2 separate regions of the Rattus norvegicus genome follow, and region 1 is linked to region 2. The links are chromatin contacts, called in public Hi-C maps. All regions are on one chromosome and are shown on one strand. Each heading gives the region's core, a stretch centred on a gene start, on an enhancer-like site or on the middle of the called end of the contact. The rest is flanking DNA. Distances are from core to core; before and after follow the strand shown. Region 1 has its middle 32 kb from the start of Zbtb20. Region 2 overlaps Zbtb20 (zinc finger and BTB domain containing 20).

Evidence for each region. Hi-C and Micro-C count contacts between places; a contact is called where the count stands out from the background.
Region 1: a Hi-C map of liver shows a contact between it and region 2, with 2.5 times the contacts expected there. The contact joins two enhancer-like sites. A contact is called at or near these places in 2 of 12 Hi-C or Micro-C datasets (liver and psoas muscle).

What each region holds. Positions count from the first base shown.
Region 1 is chr11:71,326,093-71,332,442 of GRCr8, forward strand. No RefSeq gene overlaps it. Among named protein-coding and RNA genes, the nearest start is that of Zbtb20, 32 kb to the left of the region's middle. Within about 2 kb of position 3,724, at least 91 of the 93 cell types and tissues checked have an H3K27ac peak or open chromatin away from gene starts, as enhancers often do. A contact at or near this core is called in liver, where this site is marked.
Region 2 is chr11:70,827,670-70,834,684 of GRCr8, forward strand. All of the region lies in intron 5 of Zbtb20 (zinc finger and BTB domain containing 20), which reads right to left. Among named protein-coding and RNA genes, the nearest start is that of Mir568, 270 kb to the left of the region's middle. Within about 2 kb of position 5,667, at least 71 of the 93 cell types and tissues checked have an H3K27ac peak or open chromatin away from gene starts, as enhancers often do. A contact at or near this core is called in liver, where this site is marked.

The DNA.
Region 1 (6,350 bases), core at 2,474-4,973, 500 kb after region 2:
TCTACCTCTTTAATGTCACTTGTAAGTTAGTTACAATTTTCATCCTATCTTCTAAAACTAAAACTGGGAAAATTTGAGATACTTGATTTTTTCAGATATATTCCTAAAGTAAATCCTAAGCAAAAACTTAGCATGTATGTTAGTGAGCTAGTGGGGTTTTTTTTTTAATCATTTTTGCTAATAAGACCATGCTATATAGAAATTTTACAGTTAATGTGAATACACCAGATTTTACTACAAAACATTTTGTTTATTCCAAACATATGATAAAAAATAAGAATTTAAAGCCCCTATGTGTCAAAGATTTTTCTGAAATTTTACAAAAACATTTCACAAAAACAAAGCATACAAATAATATAAATAAACTGAGTTTTTTCAGATTGTTTGGCAATCACAAATATAACCATCAAATTTGATAACTTCTTTAAAACTCGAGTTTGTAAAACAAGAAAGCTGCTAGATCTTTTTTAATTTCATTTTTTAAAAGAAATCTCTTAGTAATGTGGAGTAGACAAAGTATACTGCCAAATGAGGCAAGCTCCACAGAAACCAACAATTCCCCTTTGCTTCACTGTGTCATCCCAAGTATCCACACTTGATCTTAGCCAAAAGGCCAAGAAGTGATCATCTCAAGTATCCAGAACTGCCTTCCACAAGCTCATGACATTACCATCCATGTAAGCAAACCATGATCAGTTCAGAAAATAAAACTTCCTGTCCATATCTGAAATAATTTAACATCCATTTACGTTATAAATCATTTACAAGAATTTGGTTGTAGCTTTTATTGCTCTTTTAAATGACCTAGTTATTCAGTCTAGGCTTTTATCTTGGAAGTCCAATTTGTCTGGAAAGTCTTCTGAAAATCTGCACAGATGACACAAAAATAATTCACTTGAAAAGGCGTTGATGGGGTTGAGGATTTAGCTCAGGGGGTTGGGGATTTAGCTCAGTGGTAGAGCGCTTGCCCTGGGTTAGGTCCCCACCTCCGGAAAAAAAAAAAAAAAAGAAAAGGTGTTGATCTTCTATCTTCTTCCTTTATCAAGGAGTCAAATTCTTATAGGCAAACAGGAGTAGGCTATGTGTCCCAAAGCTTTCCCACCTAACTAGAAAAGGACACCGCATCTAACAGATCTAAACACTCACCCCCATCATCACCCTCAGGCAAAAACACTCCTTGGCTCCATCACTGCATTAACTCGTGTGGTCCTCCATCACCTAGTCAATAAACTCAGGATCTAGGTCTGTTTTCTTGCTATAGTGATAGCCCCAAAATGCTGGCCTACCTAGATAGATAAATATAAAGAGCGCTTCATGAAATAGGTAAGATGTAATAATGTTTAAGCTTCTTTATCTAACCTATTAACATTAGAAGGTCGACAGGAGAGGGTGCTATTACTTTGGAGCCTGGTGGGCAGCATACCTGTCACTTGATCTTCACATCTGAAATGCTTGAACTTCACTAAGACCTGAATCAACGCCCGAAATGCCTGACTGACTCACTGTGCAACTAACTCAGAGACTTCCAGAAAACTCCACTTTCTTCTCCTCACATGTTTATTTCAGCACCCTTTGTCCTCAAACTCAAAGCTCTGCAAATGGAGTTCAGAGGAAATCTGGAGTCCAATCTTGGGCTTTTACATTTGAGACTGAACAGAACCATCTTGGTTCTTCAACAATTCTAAAACCAAGTTTCTTGGGAGGATTCAACAGATGATCAGGGGGAATACCACGACTCCTGTGTATGGGCTCTGATGAGTTATTAGGATTCTACTGAGTAAGGGTCCGAGAATAAGTGGCTTGTTCTTGCTTTGTTTTATCTACTTTTCCTAGAAGTAAAGTCAAACCTAATCGTAAAGCAAAAATACAAAATGTAGTCAGATCTTGACATACTTATTTGTGGAAAGGCACAGAGGGTCTATTCCCACAATAGAGAAAAGGTTCTTAAGACAAGAAGCTAAACCAGGAATACAAGCAAATCCTGTGAGAATTTTAAGTAGCCATTGATTCCTTGAATTGAGAGCTCGCACTATTTTCCACAAATTGGTATTTGGATGTTTTAAGTTTTTCAATGGCAACAAGTTGCAGCAGAAACTTGGAACACTGTTCACTTGAAATCACTGTATACTCTAAAAAATTTTATCAGCAGAAAATACCAAAGTGAGAAAATTCCACAGTGTGGTGTGTGTGTGTGTGTGTGTGTGTGTGTGTGTGTGTGTGTAAAACAGTAAAGGCAAATTTCACTGACTACAAAGGTAACATGTTCAACTTAAATCTTGGCCAACGATTCTGAGGACTGTACTCAGCCACAGGCTTCCAAATGTCCTTCCCATGCCATTCAGATTTCTGCTGGAGAACTGTCTTGCTTCTTCAGACCTCATTTGACCCGGTTCAGAGTAAGAGATCATCGGATTACCGAGCTAGGTAGTGTAGCTGTACGCCATATTGTGTTTTTCGCTAATGTTTATAGTCTGTGTGTGTGCCTAGCATATGCTTGTGCAAGTGTGTTTATCAATACAACTTTTACGAAATTCCTGCCTCCTGCCTCTTCTGCATCCTTAGGAAGGGGAGGGGCTGAAGGGGACCCTGAGAGCCACACACAGAGAAACGCATTAAAACAATTAAGAGGTCCAGGTTTGAACTTCAAAACCATCCTTCAATATTTGGGGATTGGGTGGGTTTTGTTTTATGTTTCAAGGTATAAAAGAGCGTTAACATTTTAATGTCTCGGAAGTGGCTCAAAGGCTAAAGAGAGAAGGACAAGGTTCAGCCCTTGCCAAGCCCCCCAGTCTAAGGTTCGAGCACGGCAGGCGGGGCTACATGTCCCAGCCGAGTTCTCCTAAGCCAGTCCTCCGCGCGGGAGGAAAGCGAATGGGAGGGCTGAAGGAGGGAGGGGAGAGGGGCGGGAGCCGACGCGGCCAACAGCTCCGGAGCCCCGGCCGGTGCCCCTCAGCTCCTCTTCTGGGAAGCCGCGAATCCAGGAGCGGGGAGGAGAGACAAGACGCGGTGGCAGCAACCGGACGCCCCGCCCGGGCTAGCCGCGGACCCTCCCCGCAGGGTCGCGCGAGGCCACCGGGCAGGCGCGAGGAGGGGCGGCGGGAGGGCGCGCGGGGCGGGGCAGAAGCCCCGGGCTGCGGCTCGGAACTCGCGCCGCGGCCCCACCCCGCCCCCTCCTCGGCGGCCCGCCACCCCCGACTCCCGGCGACTCGCAGACGCCCGGCCGCGCTCCGCACGCACACACCCCTCCCTCCCGCCCGCCCCACAACAAATTAGAGTTTTTGGCGTTACCTCCTCGCGCTCTTTAATCTTCTTTCCTCAACTCCTAAACTTCCCCCCGCCCCTACTTCTTCGGCAAAAGGCCCACATTGGGCGCTTGAAGCCGCGAACCTCTAACTTAGGCTACTATTGGGCGGATCGCATGCCACTCGGTGTTTTAGCTGACCAATAACGATTGGACAGCCCTCGTGAGGTTGCCGCCCATAAACAAAATGCACTCTTCCTCCTCCCCTCTGCCGCCCCGCCCCTAACTGCCCCTTCCCTCATCTCTGTCATCTTTGATTGGCCTTAGAGACACCCAATCCGCTATCTCAAGCGTCGATTGGTGACCGGAAACGTCACTCAGAACATGTTTAACAATCTATTGGTCAACGGTCTCAACACTTGCCGCCCACCAGCGCCCTGTGTAGAGAGGCCAGACGTCTCTCCTTGTTCAGTGATCCAAGAGCTAGGAAACTATTGGTCGACAGAGGCCGTCAGACCGGACCGTAGTGATCAGTGATTGGTCAGGATAGGCACGATCAAGTTTGGTTGTTTACTCCTCCACTTCCCCACCCTCCTTTTCATCCACGTCCCCGCCCCCTCCCGACTGCTTTTACTTTCTACGCATTTCTATTTCCTCCTTTATTTATTTATTTGTGATAAACTTAAATGACCCGAGGATAGAGGCGGGACTCCAAGAGGGGCTAGAGGATGACGGGCGGCGTCCTGGGGCCAATTGTCGCGGGGACTGCGGGGTGAGGGGCAGCGGCGGCGGCCAGTGAGAAGCAGGTGTCTGCCGCGCGCCGCCTATGGAGCCGGGATGCCCCAGCGGAGGCGGCGGTTACCCGCTGTCTGGCTCGCCGGGAGGGGGAGGGTAGAGAGAGGGTTCAGTGCAGGGAGGAGGGGTGTCGCGGTCACGGGCAGTGGCCGTCCAAGCGAGCAGGATCCTGGTGGTGGGAGGGACCGCTGGGCGGGAGGCGACCTGCGGCCCAGGGAGACAGAGAGGCGGGAGCAGTGTTAGGACTCCCAGGGAATGTGTTCCTACAGAAAAATACCGTGTAAAACCGTCTGCAGAGAGCCGCCCTTAATATCAATGAGGATTTATTATCCTACCGGAAAAAGCAGATTATGTTTCTTATTACTAAACGCCTGAAGTACTGACGACCCAACTGGAGCCCACAAAATTCAATATCCTGGGAGCTAGAAGGAATAAAGCAACATGGAAAATTAAATGCAGTTCAGATGCTTCAATAAAACCTTCATCTTCATCCATTTGTCACTCAGCATAGTACTCCCCAGAGCCAAATTCTAACAAATACTGGTCAGGCAAGGGCGGGGTAGAGGAGGAAGCGGGTGAGGCCAGAGGCCAGCAGGAAGCCAAGGATAGATTCCTGAAAAGAATTCCTTAAAAGGACTAAGAAGGAAAAAAGAGTGGCTTTTCACTCTACAAAGAAAAAGAATTCCTGACAAAATAAGAGCTAATACTTTTTAAGGAGCTTAATTTGTCACGAAAGGGATTTGTCAGAAACACCAAGCATACAAAGAAACTGTATTAGTAATATTAGTTATTAATACAGAAAATAATCTTATAGATTGTAGACTTGAAAAATAGCTTCTGGTAGGCTCGAAGTAAGTTTAAGTATGGATTTAACTTGCCTAAGCTTCCCTGACACGTACTGAATATTTTGAGCACCAAATGTTTACTTTGACTAAGTAGAAGTCTGGCAGACCATGGGCAAAACAAAATTAGCCCCGATTAAAAAAAAGTACAAGGCCTTGCCTTCATGAATACATTAGGGTCCGTTGCTTAAAATTAAGAGAAGTGAAGGATGCTCACTGTAAAAAGTGCTACTGAGGAAATTTAAATCCATGCATAAACCCTAAGTAAAAGTTTTAGAGAAAATAGTCCATGCAGAAAAATCAGCTGCACCTGAGAAAATTAAGTAACGTTTAACAGAAGTGTGCAAGTATTAACCCCCTAACTTTAAGAAGAAATGACTATGTCAAATACTTATTATTTCTCTTAAATTTTTAAAGATACTTTGCAGTGTTTAGTAAATGTGAGGATTATGATGAATCACAAGGGCAGCTGTAAAAGAACAGTGACAAGGTGAGGCCTTAGGTGTCACGACCTGTGTTTTTAAATATACAATTCTGTTGTTAAAGTGCTTTTGACTCTAAGGAGTATTCCAGTGTTCACGTTTGCATTGTACGGCTACCCTATGCCTTTTGCTTCTACCAGATGGAGACATCCCAAACAAGTATCAAGACCCCCGCTAATAGTTGGGCATGAGGTATTTTCTTCTTTAACATTCAACAGAACTGGAGAGTGATTTTTGGTGGGCTGGCGTGGTGGTTCAGTGGGTGAAGGGGCTTCTGCCAAGACTGATGATCTGAATTTGGTTCCCCATAGCCCACTTGGTAGAAGGGGAGAACCAACTGCCCCAAGTTGTCCTCTGACCTCTAAACGTGCATCATGTACCTACACACACACACACTCACACACACACACGAGTAAATAAACATTTTTAAATTGTGTGTCAAAAAAGGTTAAGAAATTAAAAAAAAAAGCTGATCAAAAATAAAAAGACTAGCAGTTGCCTAGAAAAGTTTATAAAAATGTCTGTTAGTCATCTATTCACAGTCTGTTCACCTCTTTCCAGTACGCCGTTTGTTCCTTCACTCAACAAACATGACGCGTACATTCGTCACACTAATTGAAAACCTTAAATGGAGACAAATACCGAAGACTGGCGTTGGCTTTTTTTTCCCTCCAGAGTCCTCTGCTTCTTAGAAGAAATGACTGTGCTGTGCATGTGTGTGTGCAGCGTATACAACATGACTGTGCTGTGCATGTGTGTGTGCAGCACATACAACATGACTGTGCTGTGCATGTGTGTGTGCAGCACATACAACATGACTGTGCTGTGCATGTGTGTGTGCAGCACATACAACATGGGAGTATATAAAGCACCATCTTCCAAAGGAATTGGGAATAACCAGATACACTGAAATTATCATCATATTGAGTTAAAAAATAGGTCAGTTGCTGTTCTCAAGGGGCTTAGAGTCTAATAAACGCACTACATATA
Region 2 (7,015 bases), core at 4,417-6,916:
TATGTATAGTAACTTTCTGTCATCTATGGTTACCTCTTATTCTAATAGTACACCAGTTTCACTATAACTTAGCATCTGGACCTTAGCATAGCAAACTTTTCACAGTCTCTCCCACTCTTTTTGTCCTTTAGTGACAATTCTCTTTAACCTTCTATGCTCAATCGCAGTATCCTTGTTCAGGTCCTTTGCACTAGATAGTTCTACTGAAAATATACTTGCCCGGATGTTGACAAAATTTGCTCCCTTGCTTTCACTGAAGCCTTGACTCAAATGTTGTCCACAATGCAACTTAATATGACAACTTAAGTCCCATCTTTCTAATTCCTGATTGACTTTTTTCTACAGCAGTTAACATGAACAGGTCATGCACTTTCAGTATAAATTTCCTCATGTGTCTCTCTTAGACAGTCTATAAGGTGAGAATAGAGACTTCTCTGTGTTTACTCTCAAAGCCCAGCCTGGAAGCATGTCAGCTACGTAGTTTGAGCTCTTCAATGAATATTTGTTTACCAACCAATCTTTAGCTCCTATAATAAAAACTGATAAGAGTACAGATTCAAAACTATTTTGTGAATGAAAAAAAGAGTGAATGTTAAAAAATGTTTAATGATTATAATGGAGAAACAGACTTCATACTTTGATCCTCAAAAAAACACTGGCAAGTCAGTCAAATGGGTACCATTATCTTTCTTAGAAAATGAAGCAGATGAGTCCCTTAATTTAGAAGCCTAAATTAAGTCTACCTGATTTGTTCTTTTTTTTCTATTTGCTATTGAAATGTAGAGACAATTTTTGTACTCTGATCATGATGTAGCTGTAACATTTATTATAGTATTTTGTTCCTCTTGACTAGGGAGGCAATTAGCAGGAGGTGAAGGTGCTAATATCTTTTATTACAATTTATATCCTTCCATATTTGCTCCTTTTCATAAAAAGGATCCTTTTCTTTCGTTTTCAAAAGTGGATTAGGCACTCATACAATTTTACCCCTTAGAGTGATTTGTATACACTACCCAAGAGGCCATCAAACTACAAATCCTGCCAGAAGGGACTGGAAGGTGAATGTGGTATTTGTAGCTTGAGGAGGAACAGGTTATTTGGTGCCAAGTTTGTGCGACTGGAAATGTCCTCTACTTGTTAACTCCCAAAGAACAACAGATTTACTAACAACACATTTTAGTTTTCAGCATGTCTGCACAGTTAACTTTCCATTGTTTGAGGGTTACTTATCCATTTTGTGAATGACTTTTTTTTTCTCCCCCTGGCTGCTTACATCTAGGAATTCGATTTACTAGAAAGTGCAGAGAGAAAAAATTTAAAAATATGAAGATGAACATCTTATTTATATGTCATACACACAGATGCATTGAAAGTTCTAAAAATCATTTTCAGAAAACAGGATTGAGTACAGATTAGGAGTTATGCTGACTGACCAGTAATAGTTAAGTTTAAAACCCACTTTATACACTTGGTTATTTTTACTATATTCATATTCATAATACATGCACTTATTATGTGGCTTATATCAGGGCATCGTATGGGGTACCGGAATAGGGACACAGCACATGACACCCTAGAGGCTGGCTCAATTGATGCCCCTTCTCTGAAGATACTTCAGTGGGCTGTGGCGTAATAACTGAAGTGAATCTACCATTTCTCTCCTCATTGATCAGCACAATTGAACTTGGCTATTTTCAGCTATTATTTACCTCAAACAGGGCATTTAATTAGTGCTTGTTAAGACAGTGCAAATGATTTGGCTGCCTGTCCCCTTGCCCCTGGTCTTTATAGAGCTGCCTGCCTGCCTCATCTCTCTCGCCCAGTTCACAGCACTCACAGCTCCTGTGCCTGGTGCCTGTGCCTCTACACCTATCCAGCCTGGTTCCTTACATGTGGACTCTGAGAAAGGGAAGAAGCACAAATTGACTATTCGCAGATATTCCCAATCTGGAGAAGCTCTGGTTAACATGGAATATTACAGGAAGTATTACAGGAAGTATTACAGGAAGTATTACAGGAAGTATGGTATGTTCAGATTATGTGAACTAAGTTAGGTATCTGGTTACCTCCACAAGTTCTAGAAAATGAAGAGAAAGAACTTCTGTAAGTTCAAGACCTCTATAACCATCAGAAACGATCCAAGCTTTGTGGGATTAGAGAAACTGTCCCAGTTAATGCCTGGGACAGGTCCAGTCTTGGAAGATCTAATAAAGAGAGACAGACACAGAGAAATCTATTGATTGTGTCATGGACATGCTCTCCATTGTGGTAACCAAGAGATACTCACTGCCAATGAATACAGATAATCATTCATTCCCTATCCATTGATCTTTCAGCTCCCCAACTAAGATTGAGGCAACATGACACTGTTTGAAAAGGGAAGGAACGCACAAGCATAAGATATAATACCTTTTATCAAGGCAGCATATGATAAGTGATCGCTGCTGTCTGTATAACTGTAGTCAGTGTCAGACCATCATCAGAAAAAAAACGTGACTTGACTGACTAGGTATCTTGAAAGGATATCTGGGAAACTATGTTCTGACACTAATATGTAAGTGCAGTATTAAGGTATTTAATACACAGTTGAGTAGCAGAGGAATGAGAAAGAATAAACTGGGTCATTTATATATATGTATTAATTCTTACAAAATGAATTCATTAAATATATTTCTCAATTTTAATTATTAGCTATTTAATTTCTGTCTACTTTAAGCTATTTCTTACACAGAACAATTAGTATTTTGAAGCTAGGCATAATAGGATTTAGGTTTACAATATGATATGTATGTTTAATCAAGGATAATTACTAAGCTTACCAGTTATCAGATCATCTCATTTGTAGATCGTGTTCATAAATATCTGTATGAACTGCATTCTCAATGTGGTAAAATAGCACCTTGACTTTGCTTATGGTCAGTTTGAAAATATTTTGTGGAATTCAATGTCTAGAAAGTCTAGGTAGAATCATATTTTAAATATATAAGGACATAGTTTTGCATATATACATACATTTATAAGTTAACATACTCAATCATATATGTCCAAAAACATAACATATAGAACATATGTTTTCCTAGGGAATCACAGAAAATATCCTTAAAATTTCTGCACAAATAGAACAACTGCTCCCCTCGATATGAGCATGGCTGGAAGAATGAGATCGGTAGACAGTTTCCTTTTTTTAACATAGTAAACTTTTAATACAGTATTCTGGATACAAGTAGAATAGCACTAGGTAAAGGACTGCAGTTACCTCAGCAGTCTGGGAGTATGGGTTGAGATCAACCAAGGTTTAATAGCCCCTTCACATGGCATCAGTGCTGAACAGAGCCAAAGCAAGCTAGGATGGAGACTACAACTAACCTTCCATGTAAACCAGTTATTTTAAGGTGATTTACCCTCACTTAATGGCAGTTGAGTAAGTTAAAGTTTCTTAATGGGGGTAAACACAAGCTGGCTATTGGGCAAGTTCTTTGTCTATAGTTGTAACTGCTTAATTAAATGAATATAATATATAGGAAATAACCCCATTTAAAATTTGTTTGCAAGAAAAAATATTTTTAAAACATAAATTCTCATTAATTTAATGAAATTTAAACTTTCAGATGAACACTGAAAAACAGAATATAGTATGCTATAAAGGCTTATTATATAAGTACGGAAAATACCAGGTAATATGAATGCAACTATGTCAACTTACAAAATACACCATTTTCTCTTTGATCTCTCTCTCTCTCTCTCTCTCTCTCTCTCTCTCTCTCTCTCTCTCTCTCTTTCACGCACGCGGACACACATTAATCAAAGTCTAACTTCTTATGTGCATCAGCTCACCACATTTTTTTAATGACCATGTAGAACTCTAGATCTCAGCAAATAAAAGAAAAAATTCTCTGGCAGATTAGATTTGTAAAATATAATTTCTTGGGGCATAATGTTAGGTAAGTGTGTTTATACTCTCCACCTAAAGTTGCTTACAAATTTTTATGTACAGTCATAGTTCTTGAGAATAAACTGTTTCCAAGTGTTAATAGAGCCAGCTGTCTTCAATGTAGCCTGTATAGACTGCGTTTCTCTCTCAGTCTGTGTGGTTGGGTGTGTTAGCAGAGAGAGCCATAGACTCCCATGTAGATCTGTATGGCCATTGAGCTCCGACATTTCTTAAGCCATGTTTGGAAGTTCATAACACAATTGGATTGTTATGCTTTTTAGAAAATAACAAAATAAATAAAAATACCCCATAATGTAATCAATATGGATAGTCCATTAATTACTAACATGGGCTAACATAAATATAGCCTATACAACAGCCTGGCCCTAACTTACTGAAGCAGCTTTCTTTCACACTGAGAGCTAACAAATTTGATGAACCTTGGAAACTATAAAAGTTGTGTGACAAAGTCAAGTTTGCTCTAGAGGTCACTGACAAACCCTAATGTGACAGTAGCAGTACACAGTGTCTGAGGGCAGTTGGGACATATGAGTATGCAGGAGTTCTGTGGTTAAGAATCCAAATCGCCCAACACGGCAGACAAAATTCCAGAGCTAAGTGTCAATGTTATACACTGAATCACTGTGCCAGTTTGAACAAAGGTGAACACACAAACAGACACCCAGGACACACATCTGTTAAATCAGCTATTACTAAAGCATCTCTGCCCTAGAAGAAATCTACTGGCAATGTGTTAATAGCAAAGACAGCTAAGACAATAACATAGCATTTCTTCCCAAATATTTAAGGATATTGAGTAAGTGCCCCTTAGGCTGGGTTGTGGTTCTGGGAAGTTTTAGCCTATGAGAACCATATTGGGAACATCAAAGACTCTTTCCCCTCTCCAAAGAGCAATTCACTTCAGAAGATGCCACACAGCCAAATAATTTTATGGCCACCATGTTTGTTTGTTTGTTGTTGTTGTTGTTTTTTCTCTTTTTTTCCTTTAATATCTTAGAACATGCTGAATACTTGACATTAGAAAGGTGAGAAGGCAAGGTAAGATGGAGCATGTCTAGAACAGCTACAAAGTAGTGGCCTGACGGCAGCAGACAAGCCCACCCACCTGACATTTCACTTCCAGGGAGGGTGCGCATAGCAAGAACAACCCGGAAGGTCCCTGCTGGCTATGACGGATCAGGCTGCAACCCCACCCCCACCCCATTCCATTCCTTTGACAACTTTCCGGAGCCCACTCAATCAGTCTCCTCTTATATTGAGGACAACACTATATTTGGGTTTAATATTGTGGAGACAATCATCAGTTTCCTTTGTCAAGATGATGAATTTCCCTGGAGCCATATAAGGCGTCTCACTGCATTCTTCTGCTCAGTTCCATGAGTACAGAATAAAGAATAGGGTGTGACACACACGGTTTTCCTGAAGTCAGAGCAGCCCTCAGGAGGGATCTGTAAAGGAAGAGTCCTCACTACATTTATGTGTCTCATCTACTACAGTTTCAACTGGCTTAGCTCGCCGTATGCATGGCACAACTGCTCAGAACAGAAATGCATCAAAAGTTAGCAGAGGGAAAGAAACTTCAGCTGAATAATTATTCCCACTTTCACTTCCCCCTCCCACCACCCTGAGCTCTTCCTCCCTGCCCCAGTCACTCACCTACCTTCCTCCTCCCACAAGCATGTTTGCTAGGCATGTCAAGGCTGACAGCCCTCTGTGGCAGCAGCAAAACCTATGCCTGCAGGCTGCTTCGAAGCAGAGCCTCAAGGCTCTGCCCTTGTCCAGAGTGCGCTCAGCGATACACACTAAAAATCCTCACCACTCTGATTGTTTGGCAGGCTTTTTTAAATGTTTTTTTTTCTCCCCTTTTAAAATACCCTTTATTTCCTGCCTGCCTCAGAGACACCAAGAATAGAATCCTTGATACATCAAATTCTGGAAGCCACCACTCACCAGGACTGTGGTTCCTGATCCAGGGAGTGACGGCTGAGAGTCACACAGTCTCTTGAGAGTGTCCAGGCCTGGCTGCTAAGCTCCCTGCTCTGATTAGTCTGTTGAGTTCACAGTGTTCCAGAGTGCTGAAGCACAGAAATTAGGGAGGGGAGGTGGAAGGAAAATCACTGGAGCCTCTTACGATCTAACTTCCACTAACTGAGAGGAAATGTCTTATAAATAAACAACAGCAAGAGAAACACACACCAAAAAAAAAAAAAAAAAAAACCAAACCCTATCCATCCTGCCAGAGGAATGCACATTATTGTCTCCTGACGGAAAACTCTGCACCACACCAGAATGCAGCCATGACTCCTGAAACTACCTCTCTTAAAACAGAAAGAAAAAGACTCAAGAAGGAAGGTGGGGAAGCTTCTCTCATGCCCTTGGGAAGTTCATGTGAGTTCCCAGTACTCAGGCTACTCTAAGCAGTTTCACAGTCTGTGTTCCAGGGTTTCGTGCGGAGGCTGCTTATTAACAAAATTTCATTTCTGCCCAGATCATTGCTCTACCATCCGGACATTTTCAGAAGGGAAGTTCAGGGAGGGGGGGGAGGGTGCAACTGTGGAGGAGAGGAAGAAAAGAGGACAAAGGGAAAGTCCTGATGACCCAGAATGCCCTAGCCACGGCCAAGAGCCATGAAAAGCAAGCCCCCACCCACCACCGTCCCCTGCTTGATGAGGACTTGACGATGGGGTTGTGTTTAATCTACTTACTCTTTCTGCTCGGAGGCTGAGGTTCCTACATTTCCAGCTCATGCTGGACTGTACCGTAAGCAACAAGTGGAATGAGTTCAGTGAGCTCATTCTAGTCCTTCGACTCCTGTCCACATCACTAAGCGACTGCACAGCTTGGCACAGGCCAGGATGAGTCAGCAGTCCCTGGTCATGAGAGGCCAGGCCTGGAATAGCATTGGGATGTGTGTGTGTGTGTGTGTGTGTGTGTGTGTGTGTGTGTGTGTGTGTGTGTGTTGGGGGTGGGGGGGGGCAGGTCAGGAGCAAAATGAAGCAGAAAGCAGACCTAGGTGGCAGGACTCCACTGTGTTATATGCAGGATACTGCAGGCCACAATGAA